2 separate regions of the Gossypium hirsutum genome follow, and region 2 is linked to region 1. A link is a contact called in public Hi-C data. All regions are on one chromosome and are shown on one strand. The core of a region is the stretch at or near the end of the contact, and the rest is flanking DNA. Distances in the headings are between cores, read along the strand shown. Region 1 holds the start of LOC107943894 (26S proteasome non-ATPase regulatory subunit 6 homolog). Region 2 overlaps LOC107886163 (callose synthase 10).

The links. Hi-C and Micro-C count contacts between places; a contact is called where the count stands out from the background.
Region 2: a Hi-C map of leaf shows a contact between it and region 1, with 3 times the contacts expected there. The contact joins the enhancer-like site here to the promoter of LOC107943894 in region 1. A contact is called at or near these places in 7 of 34 Hi-C or Micro-C datasets (callus, hypocotyl, leaf and 1 more).

The regions. Positions count from the first base shown.
Region 1 is chrA03:16,316,495-16,322,417 of Gossypium_hirsutum_v2.1, reverse strand. It overlaps LOC107943894 (26S proteasome non-ATPase regulatory subunit 6 homolog), which reads left to right and starts at 3,055. Exons shown (of 8, transcript XM_016877704.2): 1 at 3,055-3,395; 2 at 3,498-3,612; 3 at 4,832-4,922; 4 at 5,027-5,172; 5 at 5,271-5,490; 6 at 5,579-5,687; 7 at 5,799-5,923. The coding sequence starts at 3,257.
Region 2 is chrA03:16,443,381-16,449,261 of Gossypium_hirsutum_v2.1, reverse strand. It overlaps LOC107886163 (callose synthase 10), which reads right to left. Exons shown (of 51, transcript XM_016810012.2): 32 at 5,195-5,326; 33 at 5,010-5,078; 34 at 4,753-4,924; 35 at 4,251-4,359; 36 at 3,243-3,362; 37 at 1,534-1,649; 38 at 1,358-1,441; 39 at 563-675; 40 at 1. Among protein-coding and RNA genes, the nearest start is that of LOC107886163, 20 kb to the right of the region's middle. Within about 2 kb of position 2,746, at least 1 of the 9 cell types and tissues checked has an H3K27ac peak or open chromatin away from gene starts, as enhancers often do. A contact at or near this core is called in leaf, where this site is marked.

The DNA of each region.
Region 1 (5,923 bases), core at 1,806-4,305:
TTTAAAAAATTATTTAGAAATACAAGTAAATTTTTATAAATTTTTTTTGACTAATCTGCAGCATCAAGAGACTTTAGAAAATTATTTAAGAAAAAAAATGAAAATCGTGTACTCTGAAATCAATCATAAAGATCGTGATATATATAGGAAAGTATAAACCGAATAAAATTTAGACTATGGAGAAATCCTTTCTTGAGGGGTATATTGAGTTATTGACCAAAAGCAATTGAAAGAAGATAAATAACATGAAATAAAGTGAAGTGTGTTACGATGATTTTAACGCATCAACGAAATTGAAGAGCAGAAAAAGTCTAAGGTTTGGCCCGAAAGATGGGCAAGCCATCCATTGTTTTTACATTAAGTTGACCAAAATTAACCCTTAAATTCTTTAGGGTTAATACAGTAGTTTGCCCTCAACTTATTCAAAAGTACCTTTAACTCTACTTGTCTTTTCATAAGTGATTACAAGCTTATCTCGTATTTCTTTTGCATCGTCATACAAGGTGACTCTATTATATTTATTTAGACCAATAACACTAAATAGAGCATATATAACTTTTGCATTTAATTGCACCTTCTTGATATCATTATCATCCCATTCACTCTATTTCGTTGGGACAATAACATCTTCGACCCTTTTTATTGGAAGATATGACCCATTTGTAATTATCTTCCAAACTTCATAGTCGTTAGCTTAGATGAATAGCTTTATTTTTGTTCTCCAATATGAGTAGTTGGTGCCATTGAATAAATGAGGCATCATAGTGGAATGCCTTCTCCTAATATGGTGGAATTTTGTTCCAATGCTATGAAGCAAATTTCTTGACTTATAGCTTCTATCTTGGATATCTTGAGGATCTTCTTTCTTGGTGGTAAATCAATCTCTAGGGTTCTAGCTTTGATACCAATTATTGAGATCGAAATACACCAAGAGTGGAGTGAATTGGTGTATTAAAATGTTTTTGAGAAATGAAAAAAATAAATTGGCTCAAGTATTTGTAGTGGTTCGGTCACAATTGCCTACTTCCACTACCTTAACTTTCCTCAACTAAGGATTTTCCAAATCCACTAGATTTGAACCTTCAAGGACAATGTTTAACCTTATAAATTCATATTTTTTCAAAGGTAAGATAGAACCACTTCCCCTTAAGGTTTTGTACCCAAAACCTTAAGTAACACCTCACAAATGAGAGAAAATAATAATGAATAAGATGATACCTCTATAAGGTAGATAATCAACAATTAAGCACTCTCACACAAAGTTATAACACTTGAAAGAATGATAAAAGACTTAACCCACAAGTGTGTACAAGAAATATTTAGTAAAAGATTGAAAATTTGAGTTTTTGGAATATAGGCACCTGTTTCTATATATTAATGAGGAGCCTTGACCTTGTATTTAAGTATTCTAACAACTTTGTGGTCGTTTGTAGCCGTTAGAAACAAAATAGAGTCGTTGTAGACATAAAAATTAGTATTACTGCAGTCTGCAGCTTCGTTGTATCGATAGAAGTGGACTTGTATCAGTAGAACTCCTAGTTCTACTGGTAGAATTCTGTAACCTTTTAAAGGTCTTTTCATCTTGAGTTCTACTGATATTTGTCCACCTAAGTATTGGTAGAAGTTCTTCGAACGTTAAAAACTTATTAAAAATTAAGTTAAATTAAGGCTTTTTAAAAGTTTATTTTATCCAACACTTTAGAAATAATTTTAAGGACTTATAAATAATTTTTACAAATTTAAATAGAGAATTTTTAATATACTTTTTGTTGTATCAAAATGCTTGAAAAACTAGAGCTAAAAAAAATAAAAATATGTTCAATAAGGAAATAACAATTATCAAGACGATTATTAAATAAAAAAATTAAAAAGTTTATAAAAATTCTAAAAGTTATAAAGATTAATGTTTTTACATGTTTAGGTTTATTTTGGTCATAAATTCTCAATATAAAAATATTTTAAAAATTAGAAATAAATAATAAAAATGGTAAAACAAAGATTATAAATAATTATTAAAAATTTAAAAATTTTAGAAAAGGAAAATGATGATAATTAAAAAGTAGCACATAAAAAGTATTAAAATCATAGCCCTAAATCTAACATTTAAAAATTTAATTTGTTGTTTATTAATTATGAGTTTCAGATACAAACCTCCTAGAAGCTAATTTTCTGAAAATATGGTGCCCTCATAAATTTATAACTTGTATGTGGTGTATTTATATTTTGATGAAATTTTAAAAATTTTAATATTTATACTTAAAAAGTTAATAACAATTTACTTTTAATAATGTACGTGACCTAAGTTTATAACACTTTATTTTTAAATATGATTGTATAAATGTATTAATGTCCATTTTTTACAAAAAATAATAAATTTAAATATTTAAATAATAAAAATATTAAGATTAAATTTTAAATTTTATTCGATATATTTTATATTTTTAATAATTATTTATATTTGATTACTTTTAAATATTTTTATAATATTTAAAATTTATATTCAAAATAAATCGAGATAAATAATTGTTTAAATTTAATTTAGACATGTAAAAACAACAAATTTTATGATTTTTCGTATATTATAAATTTTAATATTTTTATAATTATTTACTATTTTTAATAATTCATTTTATAATATTCATTTTTTTAGATTTTTTTTATCTTTAAATATATGCTAGTATGTAAGGGCAACAAGTTGCCCACAGAACATGTCATGTGGGAGCTTCGTAAGCTACATTAATGCTGTTAATAAAAGGGCTAATTAAGTTTTTTTTCATAAATGCTCAATTGGTTATACCTTTTATACTCTTTTGTCTTTTGCCTAATTTTGTTACCATGAGCTCTAAAAACAAAAAAAAAAAAAAAGAGTAAAGTAGAGGTGACCCGAATACAGGTTTTTTTTAACTGGTCATCCCATATAAAAAATTACAAAATAATTATTTAATTATTTAATTTTTTTATCACTAAAAAAATAAAAAATAGCTCGATAAAAATAAATAAAAATAAATAATTGAATAATCAAAATGAAAAAAAAAAAACATTGTTAGTCACCAGTAACATAGTTTATAAAAAAATTGGTTGGGGCTAGGAAGGGACTAAAGAATAATTTCTCCATTTCCATGGGAATTTTTTCTTCATTCCTGTGTATACTATCCCAAACCAGATTTATTTTCCTATTTCTCAGTTCCCAAGCTATCTCAAAAGAGAAGCAGGGCTCCTTTCGCTCCAACTCCGTGTTCACTGCATCGACTCAGCCATGGACACACAAGATGGAACTCAGCAGTCACAGCAACTCATCCTTGCTCACAACGTCTTCCTCCTCAAGCATCCAGACGTCTCTGACATTGAGAAGGTCCGTCTCAGGGATGAGGTCCTCAACTCGGTCCAATCCAATGGTAACTTCCCAGATTCAACTCTTCTCCTTGCGAGTTAATTATTCCGCTTCTAATTTTACACGATATGCGTTGTTTTTTTTTTCGTTGTTGTGGTGGTTTTAGATATGACTTCATATTATGAAACCCTCGTTACTGATGAAGTGTTGGAGCTGGATCAGAGCCTTTTGGAATCGATGCGTGCCAAGAATGAGGAGGAGATTAAGAAGCTTGACGAGAAGTGAGTATTTCTTTTTTCCCCCTTTAATTTTCGTTTCCTGTGTGGTTGCTAGTTAATAAAAAGTTACTTTATCGTAGATTTAGGTTTTCTGGCCTTAATTGTTGATGGGAAGTATATATTTAAGGTTTTTGGTTCACATTGTTGGTTAGGGTTTGTTTAATTCTCAATTGATGAGAATATAATGTGGAACTTTTAGCCTAACGTGTATTGACCGTATCATTTGCTTGGTGATTGGGAACTCGTAGTGGATTGAGTTTTTGGAGAAACAGACAGATTATGAACCAATAAGGGGTTTCATGAATTGAAACTTTAATTGAGTGTTGTGAGTGGTTGAATTTTAAATTTCTTTCTGTCGCTTTGATATCTTTATGCTTTGCAACTTTTCTTGGTCATTTTTTATTAGCAGCTGTTATTATGAGAGTTGCTTTATTATGGTTACTTGTTTGGAGTTGTAACATTTACAAGAGGTATGCCCATGAACTGCTGTTAATCAAATACAGCTGAGCTAGATAGATAATGAGTTGGTAGAATTCATTGTAGTAGCTGAATTATCTCAACTCTCAGGGTCTTTAATAAAAACGAAGTGGGATGAAGTAATAATTGCTAATGTTCCTATTTTTGGTGAATTAAATACACACACCAAAAGCCCCAAGGCAGTACCAACCCAAGAACAATGCTGGTTTTATAAAACAATAGATAGCATTATTTACTTCTAACACTGTATACAAAAAATATTTAGATGGATTTGAATCTGTAGCAATTTTTTTTTCTATCTATACAAGAATGTACACTTCCAAGATAATAACTCCTTGTCAGTTGCCTGACAGTCAATCTCTCTCCACAGCAGTCACAAAATAGTTAGAGGGGTTTGAATTGATAGCATTTTTCTATCTATATAAGGATGTACGACCAGTCAAGATCATAACTCAGTTTCAATTGCTTGAGAGTTTGCATGGTAATATTATTAGGATTTAGAACTAAATGATGTTATCTATTAAAGAGGTAATAATTTTTTGTCAATGATGAATGCTTTAATATAAGAATGATGAAATGACATTAATTTTCTTCTAAAACTCTCGCATCTAAACTACGTCGCAATATCTTTCAACCACCAGTCTGCCTCTTCAACAAAGGAAAGAAACAATCTTAACATATGAGATTAATTACTCTTTTCTTATTGAATTATGTTTTAACTCATGTCTGCCTTTTGGCATTGTAGGATTGCTGATGCTGAAGAAAACTTAGGTGAAAGTGAAGTTCGAGAAGCACATTTAGCAAAATCCTTATATTACATTCGGATAGGTGAAAAGGTATTTATAATTGTAGTTTATTACTCTTGAAGCTGATGTCAGCTCATCTATTCATTTTTGAGTGCTGTATTTCTCATCTTGACTTGTGTGCCCTCTCAATGTAGGAGAAAGCATTGGAGCAACTGAAGTTGACAGAAAGCAAGACAGTTGCTGTTGGCCAAAAGATGGACTTGGTTTTCTATACTTTGCAAATTGGCTTGTTCTATATGGATTTTGATCTTATTTCCAAGAGCATTGATAAAGCAAAAAAGTACATAACAATATGTATCAACAGTTTCTATTACTTCTGGCTTTTGCATAACTTCTGATGTATGCCTTTTACTTACTCTGCTACTATTTTGATGCCAGCTTGTTTGAAGGAGGGGGTGACTGGGAGAGGAAGAACCGTTTAAAGGTGTATGAAGGCTTGTATTGCATGTCCACTCGCAATTTTAAGAAAGCTGCCAATCTATTTTTGGATTCTATTTCAACCTTCACAACTTATGAACTTTTCCCTTATGACACATTCATATTTTACACCGTGCTTACTAGCATCATATCATTGGATAGAGTTTCCCTGAAACAAAAGGTATTTTGGAGTTTGCCTCAGCATTCTGATCCTATGACCTGTATTATCTTTTACCTGGGCGAGTCTCTTAATCTCTTAAATCTTGTAGGTGGTTGATGCTCCTGAAATCCTGACTGTGATTGGAAAAATTCCACATCTTTCGGAATTTTTAAACTCTCTATATGATTGCCAGTACAAATCTTTCTTCTTAGCCTTCGGTATGTATTGGTCTAAATTTTACTGCCATTAACAATTTTTTATCTCATGTTTGATAAAAGCTATTTTTTTTCACTGATCTGTTCATTCAATTTGTTTGAATTATATATTAGCTGGCCTGACGGAGCAGATAAAACTGGACCGATATTTGCATCCTCATTTCCGGTTTTACATGAGGGAAGTCAGAACTGTTGTTTACTCTCAATTTCTGGAATCCTACAAAAGTGTTACGACTGAA
Region 2 (5,881 bases), core at 1,497-3,996, 130 kb before region 1:
CCTGTAAAAATTTTATTTAGGTATATCATTAAATTAGCTGAAAATAAGCTTTAAGCAACAATAGTAGGCTCCTTTTTTTCTGTTCGTATTGCTTCATGGTAAAATTTTCACTCTGACAATCTCCCAAGGATTGCAGTTTAAGAACTTTCAGTTCATACTTGGTGGCACCAGTGTGTGTTTTGCTAAAGTGACTAGCATGACTCCAGTTAAGTGGTTTAATCCCAAATACCTAGCAAGGAAGTTCTGAAAAAAGAGAACGTAATTGCAATGTTTTTTTTATTATAGTAAAACAAGCACGGGAAAGTTGTAAACTACAAAAGATTAAGGAAAAATAAAATTAAAACCAGGGAAAATAAGAATGAAATCTTCTCCAGTTCCCCTATGCGTTTATCAGATGGTTTTAGGGGTTGACTTTTGGATACACTTGTGTACAAGGTATCCTTGGCCTTCAAAAGTAAATGCAAAGAAATGAAGAAAAGAAAGTAGCTCAAGTAGTTGAGTTGAGAATTCTAATGCACTTTAAAAATGGAAACAAAAAAAAATTCTCATCATCCAAGCTTACCTGCATATATGTCTTCACTAATATTGATAACACGAGATGCCTTACTAATCCCTCCTCTAGTTATATGAAAGATCCGATCAAATACATCAGGATGCCCATAATGCATACGAACTCTGCATTTTCCCCACATGAAAATGGACATAAGTAATGAACCGAAAAAGCCCCTTCAAAGAACAACATATTAAGTGCAGATTGAAAAACAAGCTAGAAACCCTATCTTAATGCTTCAGAGGAAAACTCAAGAAATCAACAAAAACTACAGTTCCCAAGCACTAAACTAAGCAATCATACATGAAAAATTGAAAGTAATAATGTAAAGGAGTGTAAAAACACTTTTCCTTGAAAAATAAACACCATGAAGACAGTTCAATATGTGCAAGACATGTTTTCATGACATCAAGGTGGCAATGAGTATACTTCCTGAATTTCAAAAAAAATTAAATGAGCAACACTAGACACTGACAGCTATTCTTTTAAGCTTCCCAGTGTCATACAAGAATTCATCCACTGTCGTAATAAAAAAAAGGATTTTACAATTGCAATCATGTGACAGAACTGTCCAATATAGGCCAGTGGCTGGGAAGAAGACAGTGGAAAAGACATAAAACATTCACACTAAATCCTGGCTAGCAAAGGTGTTTCATTGATCATAGAATACAAAGAAAAGTCCCTTGAGGACTCAAATGCTAGCTTAACAGGACCTGCTGCCGATAAATTCAAGTGTTTTGGGAAATGATACACATGATAACTTTATTCATATAATCAGGAATAGCCTTTTACAGTAGATACACTCACTTGAGAGGATTTGCTAACACACGCTGGCCCAAAGTGACAAAACTAGTCTCCTGATTAGACATGAACCACGCTAGAGATGAAACACTGCATGTATATATCCACATCGTACGTCTTAGGGAGATAAAGAAAGAGATAAATTTATAGGAATGAATATTTCAGTTAAAAGGAAACAAAACCTTCCGGTAAAAACATGCTCTCTAACACCAAGAATAGTTGGAGGTCGAATTCCATGATTTTCTCGAAACTCCTCAAGAAGATTTCTCATTTTCATTGCCTCCTCAAGGTAGTTGTCCTACACAACAAGACAACATGAAAGGCAAGTATTACAAGGCATTATTTATAATCTTTAAATATGTAATTGTATGCATTATGGGCATTATTTATAATCTTCACTACAAATCATACTACATTGCCACAATCTTTAACCTTGCAAAAAAAAAAAAAGGAAAAAGAAAAACCAACATGAAAGGCAAGTATTACAAGGCATCTGTGGAGAAAGTAAAGACAGCACCTAATAAGAAAGACTAGAACACACAGAGAAACATTAAATGAAACTATAACATGGTTATTTGAAATGCTAGACATCCAACAAAAAGCAGAAATGTTAATGATGTGTTAACTCTGTTACAGCCTTCGGAAATTTCTAAAAAGAGCCCCTTAATATGAGCTTTCCATTAGCCCCAATGTTACAAAAACTATTACCCAAAATATTATGAAAGTTGTAATAAGTTATGTAATAAGTAATTCTTGTGTAATTGGGTACTGTTATGTGTAATTGTATAATTACACAACTTTTATAAGTTATAATAATTTGTGTAATTGAGTAACATTTTGTCTAGTTGGAACTGATAGAAAGCTTATTTTAAAAAGCTCATGCTAGAACTTCTCACAGCTTTCCCTTAATAATAACAAGCAGCTTATCTGCACAGATTCCAGGAAACATAAACAAGCATGAAAATAGAACAAGATCTTGAAACCAGTGAGCCATGGAAATCAAAGCTACCATAATATGCAGAAAATAGAACCACATTTGAAGCAACCATAATCAAAGCAGCCATAGAAATATATGATTACAAGCACCACAAATAGAATGAAGATTTTTACATCTTTTTTTTTAAGTAGACCTGTCCATGGGCTGGGCCAGAGTGTGGCCCAAGTCCAAAAAGTAAGCCCAGGGTCATTTTCAGCCCAGCCCGGCCAAAAAGGCCAGTTCACTGTTAAAAAAATAAAATATTAAAAATATTTTTTAGACTAATATTTTAAAATTAAGTTTAATTTTTTTAAATATTATTTAAATTAAATTCGAGCCAGGCTAGGCCAAGACATAAACCTTGTCCAAGCCCAGCCCAAGACAGGCCAGGCCTACCGGGTGGGGCTGCCCAGCCCATGCACAGGTCACAGGTCTAGTCCCAGCACCAGTTTCATGGTAGAATCCAGCATTCCTAGTCAATCACTCATCACAGAGTAGTGAGTACTAACAACAGTGAAGAAACCAAAATAACAGAAAATAAAGTGAGACAAATCCAACAATAATGCATACTAATCAATTAACCAAAGAACTTATCAAGCCAACAGATAAAATATCCAAGTCAGCAGGCCTTGAGTACTCGGCAACAAAAGATCTGGCCCCATTCATTTCTTCTTTTCTTGAAATCTATTATCATATAAAAAATATGTAGAGACGTGGAACTAGACAACTAGTGCTGACAAAACTATATGAACCTCTTTTCTTTTTACTAAAATCACGGTAAAAGCCAAAAGGTTAAGACTGAAAGAAGCATTTACCAGCTTCCTAATTGACACTCAATTACGAATATTAAGTTCAATTTTTTTTTAATGACAAAAACTACAAGGACTCAGAACAATGCACAGAATACTAAATTACCTGATTCATGTCAATAGTTTGAATAGCTTCCCCTCGTGTGAAGATAATAGCATGGTTCTGGTTTTCAGGTTTCCCTTCTCCAAGCTTAGGATCTCCAGGAAGTTTAATTGAATAGACTTCCTGAAAAAAGGAAAAAGGCATAGAAAATTTTAACAACAAATCTCTTCTACAACATTATAGGAGAAAACAGAACCATTAAAAATTGTATATTTAACAAAAAAATTAAATATAAAAAGCTATCCAGCAAGCAAATTTATGGCAATAAAAGGGCAGGAGTCATTAAATCCAAGAAAGTATATCCACCACACACCTAAGAAAGGCACTATAAAGGCCTTGTAAAACAACCTACAGTGACTGGTAGGGTAAAAAAAAAAACATAATCTATACAGAAAAGAAGATAATTATTCAGCTCTGCCACTGAAGCAGTTCAACAATATATATTGTAATCAAAGTTTATTATTCCCACAACATATTATAGTCCAATAATTGCAATGATATATCAAAGTACAACCTAAAAAGTTGAAACAAAGTCAAATTTTAGCATGCGCATATCATATCAAATCTAAGTGACGAAATAGCTCACTGACTTCAAGGCCAAGAATGACAAAGCATAAACGTACTTGCAAAGCGAACACAATGAAGCAAGCTCTCATTCCAACAAATGACTATTTTGAAAACATTAAGAAAAGAACACTGTTGCACTTGCAACTTGTTTACTATCTTTCCACCATCACTTGAAATTTGATTTTGAATAAGGATCTTTATTTTAATTCAACTAATGTGAAAAGAATGAATGGAAATGCACATCAGTAGTAAAGGACATCAAACCATAATAAAGATGTTGCACGTTGGAATGCTCTGCCTACCCCCACCAAAATAAAAATACATATTCAATCTAGTTATTAGCTCACTACTTGTTTTTTTACTTAGAAAAACTCTGTGCAACCATCAACCCATGCCAATAAAAGATTTTTAATAAATACAAGACAAGAAAAATCAATGCTGAACCTGATCTTTTCCATTTATATCAGCTTTGACAAGCTTTGAATAAAATTGCCTTTTCCCGTCTGCTCCAACCTCCTCAGCATGTATGAATGCAACTCGAAGGGCTTCATTCCTAGAAAAAACAAACAAAATACCATTGTCATTAAAGCCATAACATGGTACAATAAATCAAGGATCATACCAATATCATAAAAGCCACAGGGTGCAATTAATCAAAGATCATGAGTAAATTATACAGAAGCAAACAGAATGAAAATAGTAAAGCCTTTATGAAATGATATTATCGTAATGCTAACAACAAGGGATCTGCAACTGTAAGGAATGGCATTAAAGTATCTGAACGACAAGCAAGCCAGACACCTAGCATCCAAGTTTTTGACCAACCAAACATGCTTTACTACTTCGCAACTGAATCTTGCAGCTCAGTGGCCCCCCCAAATCAACTATAAATTAAGGTCAATTAGGTGCTATTATCTGTCTTCAATTAATAAAAGGTAAACGATACCTCTGTAGCAAAAGAGCAATATCAACAGCTTCAGGTTTCTTATTCTGCTTCTGTTGACCATAAATTTGACATGAAACAACATAAGTAAACTTTATATCTGCTTGTGCTCGAGCTTCACGAGACAATTCAAAGCCTTCAGTTGTCAGGTAGTCACTTTGAGAATATGCGTCCACTGTTAAACAAGAAAATATGGTATGAGCATATCAATGGCTTATCCTTAACAGTACAGGTCATTGCATAAGGTTTGAAGTGAATACCTCCCAAAGATCTCCTTTCTAGAAAACTTTGTAGCATTAATGCCCTTCTATAATACATCATACCACGAACTGCATTTCAAGATTATAAGAGAGATCATATTGAAAGAATAAACAGCCTTTCGGCATTTCACATAATACTGGACTAGATATATCAGGTATTCCATAAGAAAGAAATACTGGCTAACCAGTCCTGGCTAGAGTCTGCCCTCGATAAGATGCCCAAAATCGAAGCTCCAAATCATTATTACTTCGTTGAGCTTCTACATTCCCGGTAGACTTTCCTTCATTAATCCGCTCTAAATAATTCTCCCATTCATCTAAAGTCAGAAGAACAGGGACTTTATCACATAGAGATATAACCCAATATAAAATAAGCCCTCAACAACAGGCAAAGGATGCGAAGCAAGAAAATTTCATAAGTCCACGAATATAACTAAACTAAAAACAATAGGGATGACAATGGGGCATGTCAGAGGTAGGCACCAAATGCTATTTATTTCTGCTCCCACTCCCCTACCTGTGTTGTCAATCAGGAACTTATTTACTTCTCAAATCCAACCATAAATTGCACGACAGTGCTAGGAAACTCAAGTTTTAATTATTTTCTTTGTTACTGCTTTCTATCAAATTTATTACAAAACAAGTAACATTTCAGCAAACCCCAATTCAAAGTGCAGAGAATTATCTGTCTTAAACGAACAAATTCACCATACAAAAATGATTGCAATTAATATCAATTCTCTCTTTAGAATATATACAAAAAGAAATGCTTGCAAATAATTCCATCCAACCTGGCATGCTACAAAACTTGACCAGGAATTGGAGAAAGAGTTTGAAAACAATTCAGCAGTTAAGAGTAGGTAACAACACAT